2 separate regions of the Cyprinus carpio genome follow, and region 1 is linked to region 2. Evidence: chromatin contacts called from public Hi-C data. All regions are on one chromosome and are shown on one strand. Each heading gives the region's core, a stretch centred on a gene start, on an enhancer-like site or on the middle of the called end of the contact. The rest is flanking DNA. Distances are from core to core; before and after follow the strand shown. Region 1 holds the start of snrka (SNF-related serine/threonine-protein kinase). Region 2 overlaps ano10a (anoctamin-10).

Region 1 (4,306 bases), core at 290-2,789, 49 kb before region 2:
ATATATCAAAACTTAAATTTTGATTAGTAATATGCATTTCTAAGGACTTAATTTGGACAAATTTAAAGGCGATTTTCTCAATATTTAGATTTTTTTATTTTTTTTTTGCACCCTCGGATTCCAGATTTTCAAATAGTTGTATCTCAGCCAAATATTGTCCTATCCTTACAAATCATACATCAACAGAAAGCTTACCAGATATTCTAACAATATTATACTATTATGGGTTATTGGTGTTGTAGATTTTATGTGAATATGTTTTGATTTTTTTTTAATATGTGTGGATGTGAATATGTTTTGATGTTATAAAAATATCGATTCATTTAGGGGTAGGAGTTTATATGAATGTATGTCTGACGGGAACTTACTGTCTTTAGAAAAGTTTAGATGGTATTTTTTTCTTTTCATCTTGCCTCTGTATAATGCATATTAAAGTTCATAACTGCAGCGATGCTTTGTTTACAGTGGAAACCAAGGAAACGCTTTAAGCGCCACCTGCTGGCAGAGAGTGAATCTGCGTCTCGTTCAGCTCGTCTGCTGTTTCTGTTTCATGCAGATATTTTTATGTATAGTTTCAGAAAACTGAAGTCAAATCATTCTGTTTTTGCTTCAAATTTCGAAATAATACAATCTAATTTAGATTAAAAACGGCTCATGTTGCATGTATGCAGCATCTTTGTTTGGATCATGATTAAAATGCAGTTGTTGCCTCTAATTTTAAATGGAAAGAGCACAGACAAAGCCTTATTTTGTTTATATGAAAAGATTTATTTTATTTGTGTTACTTATTTATTTGATTAGGGGCTTGATGATTATGTGTATCACAACCGTAAATATATCAAAACTTAAGTTTTGATTAGTAATATGCATTGCTAAGGATTTCATTTGGACAAATTTAAAGGCGGTTTTCTCAATATTTAGAATTATTATTATTTAATTTTTTGCACCCTCAAGATTCCAGATTTTCAAATAGTTGTATCTCAGCCAAATATTGTCCTATCCTAACAAACCATACATCAACAGAAAGCTTATCAGCTTTCAGATGATGTATAAACCTCAAAAAAAAAAAGAAAAAAAGAAAAGAAAAGAAAGAAAGAAACTTTTGACTGGTTTTATGGTCCTGGGTCACATATAGTAGGCTAAACAATTCATACATTTATTAAAGAATAATATATTAACAAAACAACCTGAAAAAACATATTTTGATAATTCTAAGAACTATCTAAACAATGGTTACAACTAGAGAATTCTTACAGGTTATTATGCAAGGCCAATCTGTTGAAATTCCACGTCACTATGGTTATCTCTTCGCACTTTTTGAGAACTCAGCTATTTTTTTTTACTATCACCTGGGGGGACTAGAGGCTCCATAATTCGCATTCACAACAAAAAAACAAAACAAAACGCGTAGTCAGTCTACACCAGAGCCGTAGAGAGACTCTCCTCTTTTCCTCTTGAAAAGTCACGTCCACATAGCGACCCCTGCTGGTGGTATTGTTCAGTGCAGACCGTCACAATGTGACTCAACTAATGTTTGCGTGCAGATCACTGGTTTCAGGGCGGAGAGCGAGAAGCGCTGAGAGTCGCTCTTCCCCCAGCAGCTTTTACACACACTGATCAGTATACCTCACACACACATACACACACACACACACAGGGCTGGACTCACACTCAGCCGGGCCGTACCTCTGCCGTCTTCGGATCTACAGCCGCCGGAACGTTTCTGAGTTTTAAGTGCTCTTAATGTTCTCCGGAACGAGCGGTAAGTCCAAGCTTTGTGTGATAGTGCGTAAGAATGCTAACATGGTTAGCCAGTTAGCATATGGTTAAGACACAATAAACGTGCGTTAAACAACATCCGTTAAACTTGATGTGATCTGACAGCTGTGTGCATGCTCTGTCGGGGCACACGATGCTGGACTGGTCTTGTTCAAGTGGATCTGCTCATCATGGCATGTTAGGAACGTATAGACAGATAGCTATTATTTATATCCTCTTCCTCTCTATGGATATATGGAGCTCATAAGGAGCTTATGGGCTAGATCAGGCCTGACGTGCATGGGCATATCAGGTCTGCTTTCACATGATGTGTCCATGGTCGTCACCAGACATGGATGCTTTTCTCTCTTTCCACATGTGGTTTTGTTAGCATTGATGCTAGGAGAATATTTCATGATGGTGGACTTGAGCTACTCTGGTTTACAGAATAAGCTTGGTTAATTGCATCACAACGAGAAGCTGGATGTGGTTTTGCATGCTTGCTTCTGAAGAGATTGAGCATCTTGGTAGCTGTGGTTTGATGCTCTCAGTATTGAAGGCTGTGATCACATTACTGAGCCATTGCTGCTTGTCTGTGTTTGCAGGATTCCTTTTGTCCAATAGCATTATGAACATTAAAAGACTTTCATTTGCTGGATTTCAAAAGGCTTGATGGTTTCTTGGGAGCCTTAATGTCTTCACTTAGAGGTTTAATTCTTCATCAGGTCTTTCATACTCAATTGCAGAGAGTTCAGAAGATCAGATTCAGTTCCCTGAAGCCTAGTGTTGTAGCCTGATCGATATATCTCATGTCGCACTGGTATATGTAAGGTGTGGAACACGTTCCTTCAGCTTAGTGTACTGTAATCATGTTACACAACCTGAAAGGTAAAACTAGGCCTATAACTGCTGGCTACTGTCTTGTAATTTGTGGTTGGAATGTGATGTTAATATGCAAGACGTAACCTTCCCTTTGGTCTAGTGATGTAAAACAGAACAGTTTGAGTACTTTAGCCTTGCAAATCCAACTATACCATGTTTAACACATACAAGGCCTCTAATCTATCAACACGATCAAAGCTTTGCTGAAAAACCTGTTGTACACTATCTTTCGCATGCCTTCTTCCCTCTCAGTGATAGTTCATACATTTTTAGAAAGTAAAAGGCCTTTAGTGTAATTCTAAAAATTTCTATCTTCAGGTCTTTATTAATAAAGTAAATGTAAGGACTTTTATATTGTTAGGTTTAATTTTTAGGAAAACATATTAAATGTGATTAAAGAAAGCTTTACTTATTTCTATGTCTCTCAATAATCAATTCAGTTAGGGGTAGGAGTTTTTAGGAATGTATGTCTGAGGGGAACTTACTGCCTTTAGAAAAGTTTAGATGGTATTTTTTCTTTTCATATTGCCTCTGTATAATTCATATTAAAGTTCATAAGTGCAGCGCTGCTTTGTTTACAGCGGAAACCAAGGAAACACTTTAAGCGCCACCTGCTGGCAGAGAGTGAATCTGCGTCTCGTTCAGCTCGTCTGCTGTTTTTGTTTCATGCAGATATTTGTATGTATAGTTTCACAAAACTGAAGTCAAATCATTTTGTTTTTGCTTCAAATTTCGAAATAATACAATCTAATTTAGATTAAAAACTGCTCATGTTGCATGTATGCAGCATCTTTGTTTGGATCATGATTAAAATGCAGTGGTTGCCTGACTCTCATTTTACATTTACATTTACATTTATGCATTTAGCAGACACTTTTATCCAAAGTGACTTACAGTGCATTCAGACTATACATTTTTTTTTTTTTTACCAGTATTTTAAATGGAAAGAGCACAGACAAAGTCTTATTTTGTTTAGGTGAAAATATTTCTTTTATTTGTGTTACTTATTTATTTGATTTGGGGGTTGTTTTACAATTTCAATTAAGTTTTGTTATTTACATTTACATTATATTAAAATTTTGTTATTTAGCAGATGCTTTCATCCAAAGCGAGTTACAAATGAGGACAGCAGAAGCAATCAAAACCAACAAAAGAGCAATAATATACAAGTGCTATATTAGTATATTATTATAGTTATATTTCAATTTTACAAAGAAACGTGCAGCATTTTGTCCAAGCAATAATAAAAGGACATATTTGTCTTAAAAAAAAATGTTATAAAAAAAAAAAATTGTGATTTGAATCATGGAATCAAAATTGTAAATTGAATCGTAAGTTGCATGATTCATTAGATCCCTATGGGTCATAAAAGCCTGATGTACAATTTTTTTTTTTTTTTTTAAATGAAAATGAACTTTTCCATTAAAATGAATAAATAATACATTTCTGACCATTATTTCACGTGTCAGGCTTTACAGAGTTAACTCTGCTGATCTCACCTGTGTAATGAGAGAGACTGCAATATTACACAACAGTTACAGTACATTCCTGGCAATGAACAGTCATTCAGTGGCAGATTGTTGGCTGATATCCTTTGTCAGGAATTTTCCAAAAAAAAGGTGGAGCTGTGTAATTGTGAAAGGACTGTAAATATATTCTGATTTCA
Region 2 (4,068 bases), core at 1,353-3,852:
TAAAAGACAATCAAAATGAACCCATCTACCCGTAACAGATGTTTTTCTCTGCAGCATCCACAACTCCCTGACTATGGCCTATGCTGAGTTTCATTTAATCAATTAATTTCACTGCCTGCAGCAAACCAGAGCAAATTACATTCTCAGTGAAAAAGTGTTAGGTGCAATTAACTTTTCAATCCAAAAGAGAGATCAATAGGGCCGGAGCTGCTGACTCTGTGAATCTGTATGTATAAGTTCAGTGAGACTGAGCTCTGGTCTCCTATGAGAAAACTGCACAATGGTTATTACTAGTCACCAGATACAGAGTCCCTTTAAATGTGCTGAAAGAAAAACTTCATTCAATATTTAACGATGTCTATACACAATGGTTCTCATACTGTGGCCGCCACTGGAATCTCCTAATCATTTATTATAGTATTATAATAGTATTACTGTACTAATATTATTATTATTATTCACGTGTTCTTGAAATGTTTAATGGGACTCACCTGCAAACACAAATGTAGTAAATGAGGTACCTCAGCATTTTAGTAATGGTTTGTGATTATGTTAAAAGCATGCAAATTCCATCAATCCGATTAACTCAGGTTATTCACAATTAAGTATGAATGCGTGGGATTTCAATCCAGTCAATTATTTTATTTTATTTTATTTTTTTTTTATTATTTATTTATTTTTTTTTCTAGAAGGGTAGTATCTTCTACATATATAATCAAAAAAAGGATTGCCTCTTTAAAATCTCCTTTCCTAAACCACTATCTGTTCACATAGTGAGTCAATCTTTCTCGGCTGCTCACGGAGACTGGATTTGCAGAAACTCATCTCAGGAGACACTCCCTTTGCTTCTGGCAGTCTGAATTAGCATTAACAAAAGTGAGAACTGAGGTGTTCAAACAAAGGTGGTTGACGTGCACCTACATGGAGCAAATATTCTGGATTACAAGGAAGGTCCTGATGGGCAAACTGGGGTAATTAACGGGACCTGTCAGTATTGATTATGTTAGAAGGAGGTGGGTTAAAAGATTTGAAGCGTCTGCAATTCCAACATACTATCACTCATGTTAACAACTGTACTCTAATTCAAGTGCAAACTCAGGGTCAATAAATCATTAGAGGTTGAACAGCTGTGTACAGTCCCATCACACTGATAAGATATTGTCTATACATCCTAATCATTTATGAAAAAAAATCATTAAGGGTGATTTTGATCCAAAATCAGTTCGCAGCACTGCAATGTTGGCTGTATGAAAAGTTTTGACTTCATTTTGCCTAACACCATTAAAGGTTAACATGGGACATGTCACATTCTCATGGACCTTAGCAAGTTGACAGATCGCCTCAGACGGCTGGCTTGTTCCACTTCCTGTGACGGTGGTCAGGCAATGATGCGAAAGCAGACTGAATCTGACGAGGTCCATCACGCAACCAACATTCTTTGGCACTAGAACTGGATTTTGGACTGGGTCAAAGAGGCTTGTACCCCGGAGCCTCAGACTAGTCAGAGACTGAGCCATTAGTGTGCAAAATGTGATCTGACAACTATAGCTTTTTGGCTCCATTAAGTGTACAGAGGGGCCCAGGGCACTACCATATAGTACAAGATAAAACCCTAAAAAGTGTTTTAAGTCTAATGTAAGCAACCAAAACAAACATTTTTAATGGTCCGGTCCTGTGTGGCACAGTTTTTCCACTTATAATGGAAACTCGATCATAACTCTTCGTTTAAAAAAAAAAAAAAAAAAAAAAAAAAAACGTTTCATCTTATCTATGATGTCCCAAGGTGTCCACCACAAAATTTAAATCTGATCAAATTCTACAAGTGTCCAATCCTGCTCCTGGTGGGCCACTGTCCTGCAGAGTTTAGCTTCAACCTCCATTAAACACAACTGAACAAAAGTAATCAAGGTCTATAAGACTAATAGAATCTCCCAGGCAGATATGTGGGGACAAACTAAACTCTGTTGGATGTCGGCCCTTCAGGACCAGGATTAGACACCCCTGACCTTCTAGTTAACGTGATAAGTGTGGTGCAGTATGGTGTGACACGTTGCCTGCAGTATCAGCTGGTTTGTGCAGAACGCAGACTCGCAATAGGTGGTAATTCAAGCTTGAATTGCTCCGAAGGTAGGAAAAATCCTTAATACGGTATTTACATAAGGGTCAGGAGGTATGATTAATTGTGTTCATTTTTATCACATTTATTTTTATAATTACTCTCATTCAATTAGTGTGATAAACTGACAGCCCGAGTTCTAAGATAAGTGGACTCCATCATTCAACAAATTGACATCTGTTGGAATAAGCAAACCATTAATTAAAACCCACGACACAGCATGCATTCAAAATACAAGCTGCCTTTTAAAGGGAGAAACAGCTCTTATCAACACTTTCTACTTATGGATCACCCTTGGATGTGAACTGTAGACACCAACATCTTTTCAAGACAACCGTATCTCTGGATTCCCACCTTGTCTGACCCATCTACACCCCAGCCCCCACTTCTAGGTATTGACGTTAAAGTGAGAAACTATACAAATGTGAATTACCACACAGATGGTTCCCAACCATTTCCCGTCATCTTCAAGTAAGATCACGTCTGATCCTCACTGCTGGCCTCTTTCTTTGTTTTATATTCCCATCAGCCACTCATACAGCTGTTACGGGTTAAAAAGGTCTCATTCAGCAAAACGGAAAGGCTAAAATCGCCAGTTGCCATAATGGTTCCATGATAGTGTTGGCAGCTTGGCCTTTTCCTGAAGTTCACCCCGGATCCTTTCCAAACACTGGCCACTAAAAGGGGGTTTCCACTGCTGCTGAAAGTGCCGGCTATTTTCAGCGTCCCTTTGCCCTAGAGCAGTGGGAGCTTTTCTCCTGACAGCTGTCTTCACCTTCTCAAGCTGCTGAACACATGGAAACACAGCTAAATGGCATCATGTGCTGTTAGCTCATCACTAGCACTCTCAAACCACAGGCCCAAGCACCTCCCAGAGGTCCTGCAGTCTTATATCACCAACCAAATGTGCCGTTTAACTGCAGTCGGCACTTTTGAACTCTTCCGATCCGGACGAGGCCGCTGAAGATATTAGCTACCGTCCATCATTCTGATGGAGAGACTCTGGTGAAGACGCACCGCCAGCACTGGCAGAGGGATGAGCTGGTGTCAGGTGAAGTTTGTGAGAGAGAATTAGAGGGGTAGAAGCCCAGAAATATCACATCTTCAGTCATCCTGAAACATAATCAATGTGTTTTACAACCCGTGTCTCTCTGCCAAATTAAAAAAAAAATGTTAGACGGATGCAACTTCTATGGAGTCCCGCCTTCATCGCAGATGAAGCGCCAAGTGCTTCATCATTCCATTAAATGTGCTGTCTTGATTTCGCTGTGAGAATGGTCTTCTCTTTTCATTACCTACACTCCCACAGCTACACAGATGATCCTAGACTACACAGTCTTCATAAAACTGAAGATGCTTTCATGGCTTCCTCCTTGAATAAATCTCTGGGTGTATTAATGAATGAACAATCAAGCCAATCAGGATTTAACTGCTCATTCTCTATAGGGTCAAGGGTTAAATGCAGGATAAGTGATTTGGTTTTTAAAAAATTGTTATGCTGGTTGAAAGTCTCTTCACATCTCAATAGCAATCACTAAGTGGTCTAAATGTATTTAAATGCATTTATATCATCTGTGAAAGGTGTAAGACCATTAAATGTTCATCCAATCAGCGCGTTCCATTACGATATTGCAGACCGGGCAAGATTGGAAGCCGTTCTTATTGTTATATTATGCGCTTTGTACTCTGTTCTGAAAGCGTTGCATTCAACCCTCCACTAACACCTTCACTCATTGTGACGCTAATTAGCCTCTTGTCTGCCTGTGTGCGTTCATATGTTTTGCGTGGCTTTGGAGAATGATTTGCAGGGAGAGTGTGATCTTATGTTTCCAAAGCTAGCTTGGTATTGCAAGCATCTCTGAAACAGGCCGAGTCATCAATAACTTTTGGTCTTTTGAGAAACAAACACGCTATAATAGATAATAAATATAAACTAAATGTCGTAAAAGCTT

The links. A called contact is a pair of places that touch in the nucleus more often than the background predicts.
Region 1: a Hi-C map of skeletal muscle shows a contact between it and region 2, with 3 times the contacts expected there. The contact joins the promoter of snrka here to the enhancer-like site in region 2. A contact is called at or near these places in 2 of 8 Hi-C or Micro-C datasets (both in skeletal muscle).

The regions. Positions count from the first base shown.
Region 1 is chrB16:7,082,882-7,087,187 of ASM1834038v1, reverse strand. It overlaps snrka (SNF-related serine/threonine-protein kinase), which reads left to right and starts at 1,539. Exons shown (of 6, transcript XM_042740491.1): 1 at 1,539-1,762.
Region 2 is chrB16:7,035,640-7,039,707 of ASM1834038v1, reverse strand. All of the region lies in intron 14 of ano10a (anoctamin-10), which reads right to left. Among protein-coding and RNA genes, the nearest start is that of ano10a, 31 kb to the right of the region's middle. Within about 2 kb of position 2,602, at least 1 of the 8 cell types and tissues checked has an H3K27ac peak or open chromatin away from gene starts, as enhancers often do. A contact at or near this core is called in skeletal muscle, where this site is marked.